Linked DNA regions of Sus scrofa: all the other regions are linked to region 1. A link is a contact called in public HiChIP or PLAC-seq data. All regions are on one chromosome and are shown on one strand. Each heading gives the region's core, a stretch centred on a gene start, on an enhancer-like site or on the middle of the called end of the contact. The rest is flanking DNA. Distances are from core to core; before and after follow the strand shown. Region 1 holds the start of SCAMP2 (secretory carrier membrane protein 2). Region 2 holds the start of UBL7 (ubiquitin-like 7 (bone marrow stromal cell-derived)). Region 3 holds the start of ARID3B (AT-rich interactive domain-containing protein 3B).

What was found. HiChIP or PLAC-seq counts read pairs in DNA pulled down with a chosen protein or histone mark.
Region 2: an H3K27ac HiChIP or PLAC-seq map of alveolar macrophages shows a contact between it and region 1. The contact joins the promoter of UBL7 here to the promoter of SCAMP2 in region 1. A contact is called at or near these places in 1 of 47 Hi-C or Micro-C datasets (liver) and 1 of 2 datasets of contacts at active chromatin or transcription factors (alveolar macrophages).
Region 3: a contact with region 1 is called in an H3K27ac HiChIP or PLAC-seq map of alveolar macrophages. The contact joins the promoter of ARID3B here to the promoter of SCAMP2 in region 1. A contact is called at or near these places in 2 of 47 Hi-C or Micro-C datasets (embryonic fibroblasts and liver) and 1 of 2 datasets of contacts at active chromatin or transcription factors (alveolar macrophages).

The regions. Positions count from the first base shown.
Region 1 is chr7:58,671,243-58,674,012 of Sscrofa11.1, reverse strand. SCAMP2 (secretory carrier membrane protein 2) reads right to left here and starts at 1,375. Exons shown (of 9, transcript NM_001243492.1): 1 at 1,192-1,375. The coding sequence starts at 1,248.
Region 2 is chr7:59,069,418-59,072,187 of Sscrofa11.1, reverse strand. It overlaps UBL7 (ubiquitin-like 7 (bone marrow stromal cell-derived)), which reads right to left and starts at 1,434. Exons shown (of 11, transcript NM_001243682.1): 1 at 1,383-1,434; 2 at 1-88. The coding sequence starts at 59. It overlaps LOC100525054, which reads left to right and starts at 1,590. Exons shown (of 9, transcript XR_002345827.1): 1 at 1,590-1,776.
Region 3 is chr7:58,997,331-59,000,100 of Sscrofa11.1, reverse strand. It overlaps ARID3B (AT-rich interactive domain-containing protein 3B), which reads left to right and starts at 1,394. Exons shown (of 11, transcript XM_021099056.1): 1 at 1,394-1,527.

The sequences.
Region 1 (2,770 bases), core at 126-2,625:
CTTGAGACCAAGAAAGAGGCACAAAATGTCCATTATCTGACATTCATTCTAGTCTCCTTTGTGTTTGTTCTGACCCTTGAAGGTGGATTCAAGGTGGGAAAGCTCATGCTGTGAGGTGCAGCAAGGACCCCTCCAAGGACTCCCCCTACACCTGCAGGAAACTTGGAAGTTGCCAGTGACCAAAAAAAGTACAAGCAGGATGAGTTCATCTGCCTGGTGACATCCTGACAAAGCAGAAAGCTCAGGGCTCATAAATCACCCGTCAGCACAAGCAAGCTTCCCGAGAACTGGTTTTGGACAGACATGAAACGAGAGGCACGGGAGCTTTGGAGCTAACTGGAATCCCAACCCTTCATCATGAGTAAGAATACCCCTGTGCTCTTAGCTCAAAGGCAGAATGGTTTTTACTTTGAGTAGGAAGTTTGTTTTCTCCTTGATTATTTGTTCAAAGGGTCAAGGCAGCTCATAGGTCAGGGCATCTCAACTACCTCGCCATCACACATAGATCCATGAGACCAACATTCCTTGTGCTTCAAGATCACCAGAGGCTCCGCACTTCTCCTCCCTCTCTAACCCGGGCTCTCCCATCTAGCCAAAATCCAGTCAAAAACAGACCCACAGCGGAGGTGTGGAATTGTTATCAAGGCCGTATTTCAGTTTGGGTTACCAGACTTCCTTTCCTGATAAACCTCAGCGGCTCTCCTACACCTTATACAGTAGTTGGCTGTGTCTGTGTTGTGGAGGGGTGGTCTTGGGATTTTCTCCACTTTCACCCCAATTATAGGGTTCCACCACCTCATTAGGTTGCTGCCATCTAAAGTGACTCAAGGCTGGTGTCTCCCCAAGACTGTGGGATGTAGCCACACTACCCCCTCAGGTGAAATCGCTTCTCTCTCTGAAGCTGAGGATCTCCTTGATCATGTCCTTCCTCAGCAGTGTCCAGTTAGAGGGGCTACGTCTGGGGAGCTACATGGTCCCACCTCTTTCCAAAGTACAGCGCCCCGCCTCCTCTGCTATTCCACCTGCTGATAGTCCCGCCCCCCAGGAGCTATGATAAGCCAGCCCTCAGAGCCTGCTCTCCCATTGGGCAGATAGCCCGTCCCTCCTATGCCACGTCTCCCGACCCTGGCGAAAGAGGCCAGGGCGGTGCGGCCTTTGGCACTAGAGAGCGCTGTAAGATTAGGACTCTACCTGGAAAGGGTTTACGTCCACTGGGTCCGCGAAGGGGTTGGTGTCGAAGGCCGACATGGCGATCGGGGTCCAACGGGCTAGCTCCGCGAGCGTTTCTGCCTCTTGGCACCCAGACCCAGCGGTGCTCTTCTTGCAGACCCTCCACTTCCGGGAGCGAGGCAGCCGTTCTGGCGCAGGCGCAGCATCCTCCCAGAGGGGCGTGGTGGTGTGACGTAACAGAAATCCGCTCCGCCCTCCTGCCCAACCCAGTATGGAGCAGCTCGTGGGCGTTCCGCTTCCATCAGCTGCTTCCCTGTGCTGGTGCGTTTAGGGTCTGGGAGACCACAAGGGACTTGAGAGAGGCGGGGCTGGAGCGTTCCCAATTGCTTCTCGGTCAGTTAGCTTTCAGCATTGAGAACTCCCCAAAGTAAACTCAAGTAAACTTCCCAAAGTGGGCCTGGAAACTTAACCCCTTAACTTCCTTGGAGGGCAAGTTTAGGAAGCATGCACAGGTTAGGTCCGGAAACAGAAGTCTAAGCCTATGGCGAGAGTAGGGAATAGAATTCCTGACCCAGAGAATTTCGCCAGGCTAGGAAAGTGTTCTAGTGGTAGCAGCCGAGCAGAGAGGTTCTTTTAAGAACCGGCAGTGCTGCTGTTCCCGACACTAGCTGAGCCCTGACTCTTTCAGGCCTTGACCCCTAATGTCAAGTTTTATCTTATCGTTTCAGGGATGAGGATCCCTCAGCCCGGTCAGGTTTAAGGCCTGAGCAGGGATTAACCTGGGGATCAAGCATTTATCCAAGCAAGTGGGAGTTCAGCAATAGAACCATCAGCCATGGGAGAGATGGCTGATTCGCCCCCCACAAACTCACCTTATTTATTCCTGCCTTTTTACAGTTCTGCTGCCACTGAATCCAGCCAATCATCCTTTACTCTGGATGAGTACAGGGCTGCTAATTTGTCTATTGTTCGTGTTGTAACCAGAGATCCATTCGAAGGAGGCAAAATTAGTAGGGAACTTTCTGTTTAAAACTCTTCAATTATTTTCCATAGAGGCCCAAATTCTAGTTTGGCCTCCAGGTCTTAACAAGATCTGCCTCCACCTATCAACTCTTCTCATTCCTTCTTGTGCCTACCCTACCACCACAACATAGCCATGTGCATCCCAACTCTCCTAGTAGCTTTTCAGTGCTTCAGACTTCCCTTGTTCCTCCTGCCTCAGGGCCTTTGCACTGGACTTTTCCTTTTTCTGGTATGCTCTTAGCCCATGCTCTCATCATACCCCAGTTAACTCCTACTTATCCATCAAATCCAAGCTTATATGTCCCTTCCTCAGGAGTAGTCTCTCTTCACCAGAGATTAGATCAGCCCCACCCCCAATATAAACTCTTATATTACCCTGTGCTTTTCCTTTATAATACCTTGCACATTGTAAGTACACGCTTGTATAGATGATTTTTTATTTGTGTCTGTCTCTCCTGCTAGACTATAAGCTCCACAAGGGCACGAGTAGCCTCTGTTTTCCTCATTATTTCTGGCACTGACATAGTACTAAACACATGATAGACATTTAGCAAATATTTACTATTTCCCTCATCCA
Region 2 (2,770 bases), core at 185-2,684, 400 kb before region 1:
TTGGGGGCAAGTGGCTGGTCAGCCAGCTTCACCGCCAGGTGCCAATCTGAGAGAGACATCCTCTCTCTTTCGCGCTCTCTCTTTCTCCCTGGAAAGGAACAAAGCCTTAATGGTTAAAGGACAGACCATCACTCTACACCAGCCCCACCCCACCAAGGGGCTAAATGAGAGATAACTCAGTGTGACACTGTTGAAAAAGCCTAGGAAGCAGCATCAGGAAGCTAGAACTAGAATCTGGGGTCCTCTCTCATCCTATGACAGAGAGCAAGGAACTTCAGCTCTCTAGGCCTCAGTTTCTTTGGCTTTCAAGTAGATATAAAAATGCCATCCCAGCTAACAGGAATGTTGTGAGATTCAAATGAGATCATCCAACCCTCTCCCCTATGTACACTCTTCATTATCTCTTGCTTTAACTGCTACAACAGCCTCTTGCCTCTCCCTATCAAATATCCATGCTGCCAGCCAACTTGTTTTAAAACCAGATCCGATCAAGTCATTCCTCTGCTTAGAACCCCTCCAATGAATCCAAACCACCTCTATGAATAAGTCTAAATGCCACAGCCTGATTTTCAAAACCATTCACACCTTTTCTCTCTGACAACCGCCTTCCCCAAGAGCTCTGGGCTGCCCCACCCTCCCCAACACTTAGGTCTATCCTCAGGAAGCCTGGATTCACAACAAAGTTCTCCTCACTTTATACCTCTGCTCATCTGCTAACTCCTCTACATGTAATTCCTCTTCCCTCTTCAGTCTCTAAGCAAACTCCTACCAAGACCAACCCAAACACAACCTCTCTGTCCTCCCTCCCTCCCCTCTGTTGTTCTCACATTCTCTCATGGCAAAGGATTACAAACATCTGTTTACATCTCAATCTCCCCGCATCCCATTCGTAGAGGCCCTTGACAGCAAAGACTAGAATTTTTTGTCCTTGTTGTCCCAATGCCCAGTACATATGGGTGCCTAGAAAATGAATCTGAAACTATGAGAAAGAATCTTGTAAGGCAAGCCAGGCCACTGTTATAATCAATATTGCTTCCAAAGTGGCTTCTTTGGAAGAGGAAAGAAAGGCTTCGAGGCCGTCCAGCAGACCCCAGGGCACCCTCAAAACCTTCCATCTTTGCCTTTAAACAGGAAGGAAATAGGTCTTTTAATATACCCTATCTCATTTAATCCTCTCAAATGGACCCCGAGGCAGGCATTATCATCTACGTACTACAAAGGAACTGAGGCTCAAAAAAGTGAAATCAGTGGCCCAAGGTCACTGACAGTTAATACTGGGACAGGAATACTATCTCCTGGGTGACGACCCCACCATTCCCATGGGACCTGCGAACTAGTCAATACGCATTGAGCCCGCGCGGCCCGGGACCCAGCGCCCTCACCCGTCCCGCGGAAGGAACCCGGCCGCAGGGCCGCCGTGTAAACACTCACTCAGGTCCTCTCGCCGGAAACCGGAAGCTCCGCGCTGCATTCTGGGAGTTGCAGTTCCTACTGCGGCTCCTGCTCCTTTATAAGCAGCTTGCCGGCGAGAGGCGCTAGTTGCAAAGTTTCCGGTTCCGGGGAGGGTGTGACTTCGCGACCATTTGAAAGTTACGGCGCGAGGGTCTCTGGGTGCTTTCGCCTCAGAGGGTACTGAAATTGTTAGTGTTCTAGGGTGTGGGTCTCTTGGGTCGTAAGAGCAAGGCTTGGTGTGAGGTGTACTGCCCGGTGATTCCCGCACTGTCCTGGGACGCATGCAGAGTCCGTAGGTTACGCCAGGTCCTTACAGCGTCACAGGTGGGAACGCCCGCTGCCGGGCTCTCGGCCTGATTGCGGACCCCAAATGCTCCAACCTTTCCCTCTGGGAGGGCCCTTTCCCGAGCAGCTTCTTCAGACACTCCTCAGCGGTTCTTTGCAGCCCTCACAGAAAACGACTTGCCCTCGGTGAAGTCAGCCTCTTTTGTGACCCTCGCCTCTGGATTCTCCCGACTAAACCTCCCTGTGGGGGCTTACCAGGAACCCAATGATGACTTCCTCGAAAAGTCAGTTCTTAGGAGTTAGCAAACCGGGTTCCTGGTCCGCCCCAGTATGCGATGGTGGGATTTATCCAGGTCATTAATGGAATCAATTCGGGGAGGGGAATTTTCACTGAATTCTCATAGAAAATGCATACAGTCGTCCCTAGGTATTCGCGGGGCATTGCTTCCTGCACCTCCTCCTCCCCCCGCGGATACCAAATCCGCGGATACTCACTTTATGCAAAATGGCATATAGTCTGCCCTGCCTATTCCCGAATGCCCTGTCCCTCGGATACTGAGGGGCCAACTGATTTTATTGTTGTTGTTGTTGTTTTCTTTTTAAGGCCGCACCAACTGTATTTTAGATGCATGGTTAGAGTGGATTGTATTTGCGCAGGTGTTAGGCCTCGCCAATCAATTAAGGGAGCCACTTTTCTTCTTTTTTTCAATGGCCACACCTGCAGTATATGCAAGTTCCCCAGCCCAGGGGTCGAAATGGAGCTGCACCTGTGGCCTAGCCCCCGCCACAGCCACGCCAGATCCGAGCCACATTGGCAAGCTACACTGCAACTTGTGGCAACACCAGATCCTTAACCCACTGAGAGAGGCCAGGGCTTGAACCCGAATATCCTCACAGAGACAACTGTAGGGTTCTTAACCCACTGAGCCACATGGGAACTCCTTTTTTTTTTAATTTCTTTTTCTTTCTTTTTTTTTTTTTTTGACTGTGCCCAGGGCATATGGAAGTTCCTGGGCCAGGGATGCAACCTGTG
Region 3 (2,770 bases), core at 145-2,644, 330 kb before region 1:
ACACAATAGGGTTTCTGGTGACAAGGTCCAGGTTTCTGACTGGGATTGGGGGGCTAATGTAAGGGATGAGGCCCGCATGTGAAATGGGTTGTCCACATTGACTGAAATGATCAAGATGGAAGATGGTTAGAGGAAAGTAAGACAAGGAGCTGGGTGAACAAATTAGCAGATGGTCTCCTCTCTACAGAGGAGTGTCTTAAGAAGTAAGCATCAGATAACATATTACTATAAATAAAATAGATAACCAACAACGGCCTACTGTATAGCACAGGGAACCATACAAACTCTTTCATAAAAACCTATAAAGGAAAAGAATCTGAAAAAGAAAACATACATATACACGTAACTGAATTACTGTGCTGTACATCTGAAACTAATACAACATTGTAAATTAACTGTACTTCAATTAAAAAATAATAAAATGAAAAAATTAAGTCTAGGCGTTCCCCAGTTGATCAGCAGGTTAAGGATCCTGTGTTGTCACTGCTATGGCTCAAGTCACTGCCATGGCACAGGTTTGATATCTTGCCCAGGGAACTTCCAAACTCTGCGAATGCAACCAAAAAAATTTTAAAAAAAAACCACTTTTTTTCTTTTTAGTGCAGCACTTGCAGCGTATGGAGGAAGTTCCCAGGCTAGGGGTGGAATCAGAGCTGCAGCTGCTGGCCTACACCACAGCTCATGACAACGTGGGATCCTCAACCCACTGAGAGAGGCCAGGGATTGCACAGGCATCCTCATGGATACTAGTTGGGTTCTTAACCTGCTAAGCCACAACAGGGAACTCCAAAAAAATTTTTTTTAAATCTAATTTGTATGATTCACAAAAAGACTAAGCTTCAGAGAAACAAGGGTTTTTACAAAAGGTGGCAGCATTTGTCCCCCACTTTTGGAACCCAGGAAATGAAAATACTAACCCATGTGAGAGGATGCAGCATCCTTACGGGACAGCCAGGTCTCAGTCCAGAGAAGTTCGGAGAAAAGCAGATCCGGAAGCGGGAATCTCAGAAGACCAGTTTGAAAGTGGGAGATTGGGGAAGGGACTAAAGCAGAAGAACATCCTGACAGTCCTTGTCCTTTATTTACCCTACCTACCGCCCGCACTACATCACCCTCCACAACCAGAAAACGCGCAAAAAAGACTAGGCACCCCAGCTGATTTCAACTCCCCGCGAAAGTGCTGACGCCGGAACTCCTGCTTGTCTCCGCTTTCCCATTGGCAGAAGCTTCCGCCAGCTTCAACTCGCTTCCGCCCACGATTCAGTAGGGCGGGGCTGTTCCTAGAAGTCACTTCCGCCCGACCCGCCCATTGTTCCCTTTTTGGCCGCTTCCGGCCTCAGGTCCCGCCCCATCCCTGTGGCCTCGCCCCTTCCCGGCCCGGCAGTCCGGCCCAGCGGTCCCGCTTCCGGTGCGGGCCCCGCCCCGGCTGTGGCCGCCGGCTGCGGAGAAGTACGAAACCCAGCTGCCGAGCCGGGGCCTGAGTGGCCATCTCCTCCAACGACGGCTGACCCGGAGCGCCTGACACAGGTAAGCCGCTCCGGGCTCGGCTCCTTCAGCCTCGGCGGGAGCGGGGGTTGTGGCAGGTGGAGGAGACAGAGGGGTAGGAGGAAAGGCAGGTGTGTAGAGGGAAAACGTGAAGGCGCGGGCAGGCGGAGCGCGGGGGCCGCGGAGGAAAAGTGAGAACGCTGGGAGGAGCCTGGAGGCGCCCTCGCCCATTAGGGTGATTTGAGATAAAGGGATGGGATGAGTAAGGGGCCCCCGGGAACTGAGAGGGTAAGAATAGGTGGGGTTGGAGCGATCTAAGCATAGCCGGCGGATTGGCTGGGAGGTCTTGGTAGAGGTAAAAGTGATAGGGTTGGGTTGGGGGGCTATGAAGAATGGCTGGGATGGGGGGAGGTGTGGGGCTTAAAGGGAGCTGAGGCCAGAGGGATCTGGCAGCAAAGGTAAAAAGAATGGTGGGCAAGGCTGGGTTCAGAGCTGTAAGCAGTCCGTTGCGCCGGACCTGGAGGTCCGGGAACTTTAGGGGAAATGGGAGAGGGGGACGTCTGAAGGGATAGAGTGGTTTATATTTCTGAGACATAACTTTTCTAAAAGTAGGCAGGTAGTATTGTTGTTTGAATCAACTAGCTACTTAGGGACAAGGGGAAGATGGGCTCTTTGGGGGAGGGTGTGTGTATCGAATTGTAGAACTGAGTCATCTCAGTCTTACTAAAGAGGCTGTGAGACACCTCCCCCTCTGCTGGGGACAGCATGCAGGGAAGATGGTGCCATAAGATGAGAAGCAGTTGTTCAATGACGGCAGGACTTGGTTGAAAAATTACCCCACTTGTGATTGATTGCCTAATGTTACTAGGAGAATTAAAATGACCACTGAATTCTTTGTTTTATTCGTTTGTTTACTTTTCTTTGATGCAAGTTATTTTTATTTTAAATGAACATTTTTGGCAGCTGGGTTTATTTAATGCGGGTGTAAATCTTTTCATGCTTTGTTACACTATAAAAAGGGCTATAGCAGAACGAAGTATTGCTTCAGGCATAACTCACACTTTCTAAAGTGCCAGGAGAGGAAGTAAAGACAGAAGCAAATTGGAATTTGAATCTCTCACAGATTGCAAAAGGCAAAAGCGGTGCTCCTAAGATAAGCAGAAAGTGAGAATTTTAAAATTTCTACTTTGCCTAACTTTAAAAGTTGTGCCTTTTTTTTTCTAGCCCATTTAAAAAAATCATAAATCCAAGCAGTTTTTATTGCTTAGGGGTGTGATTACTTCCT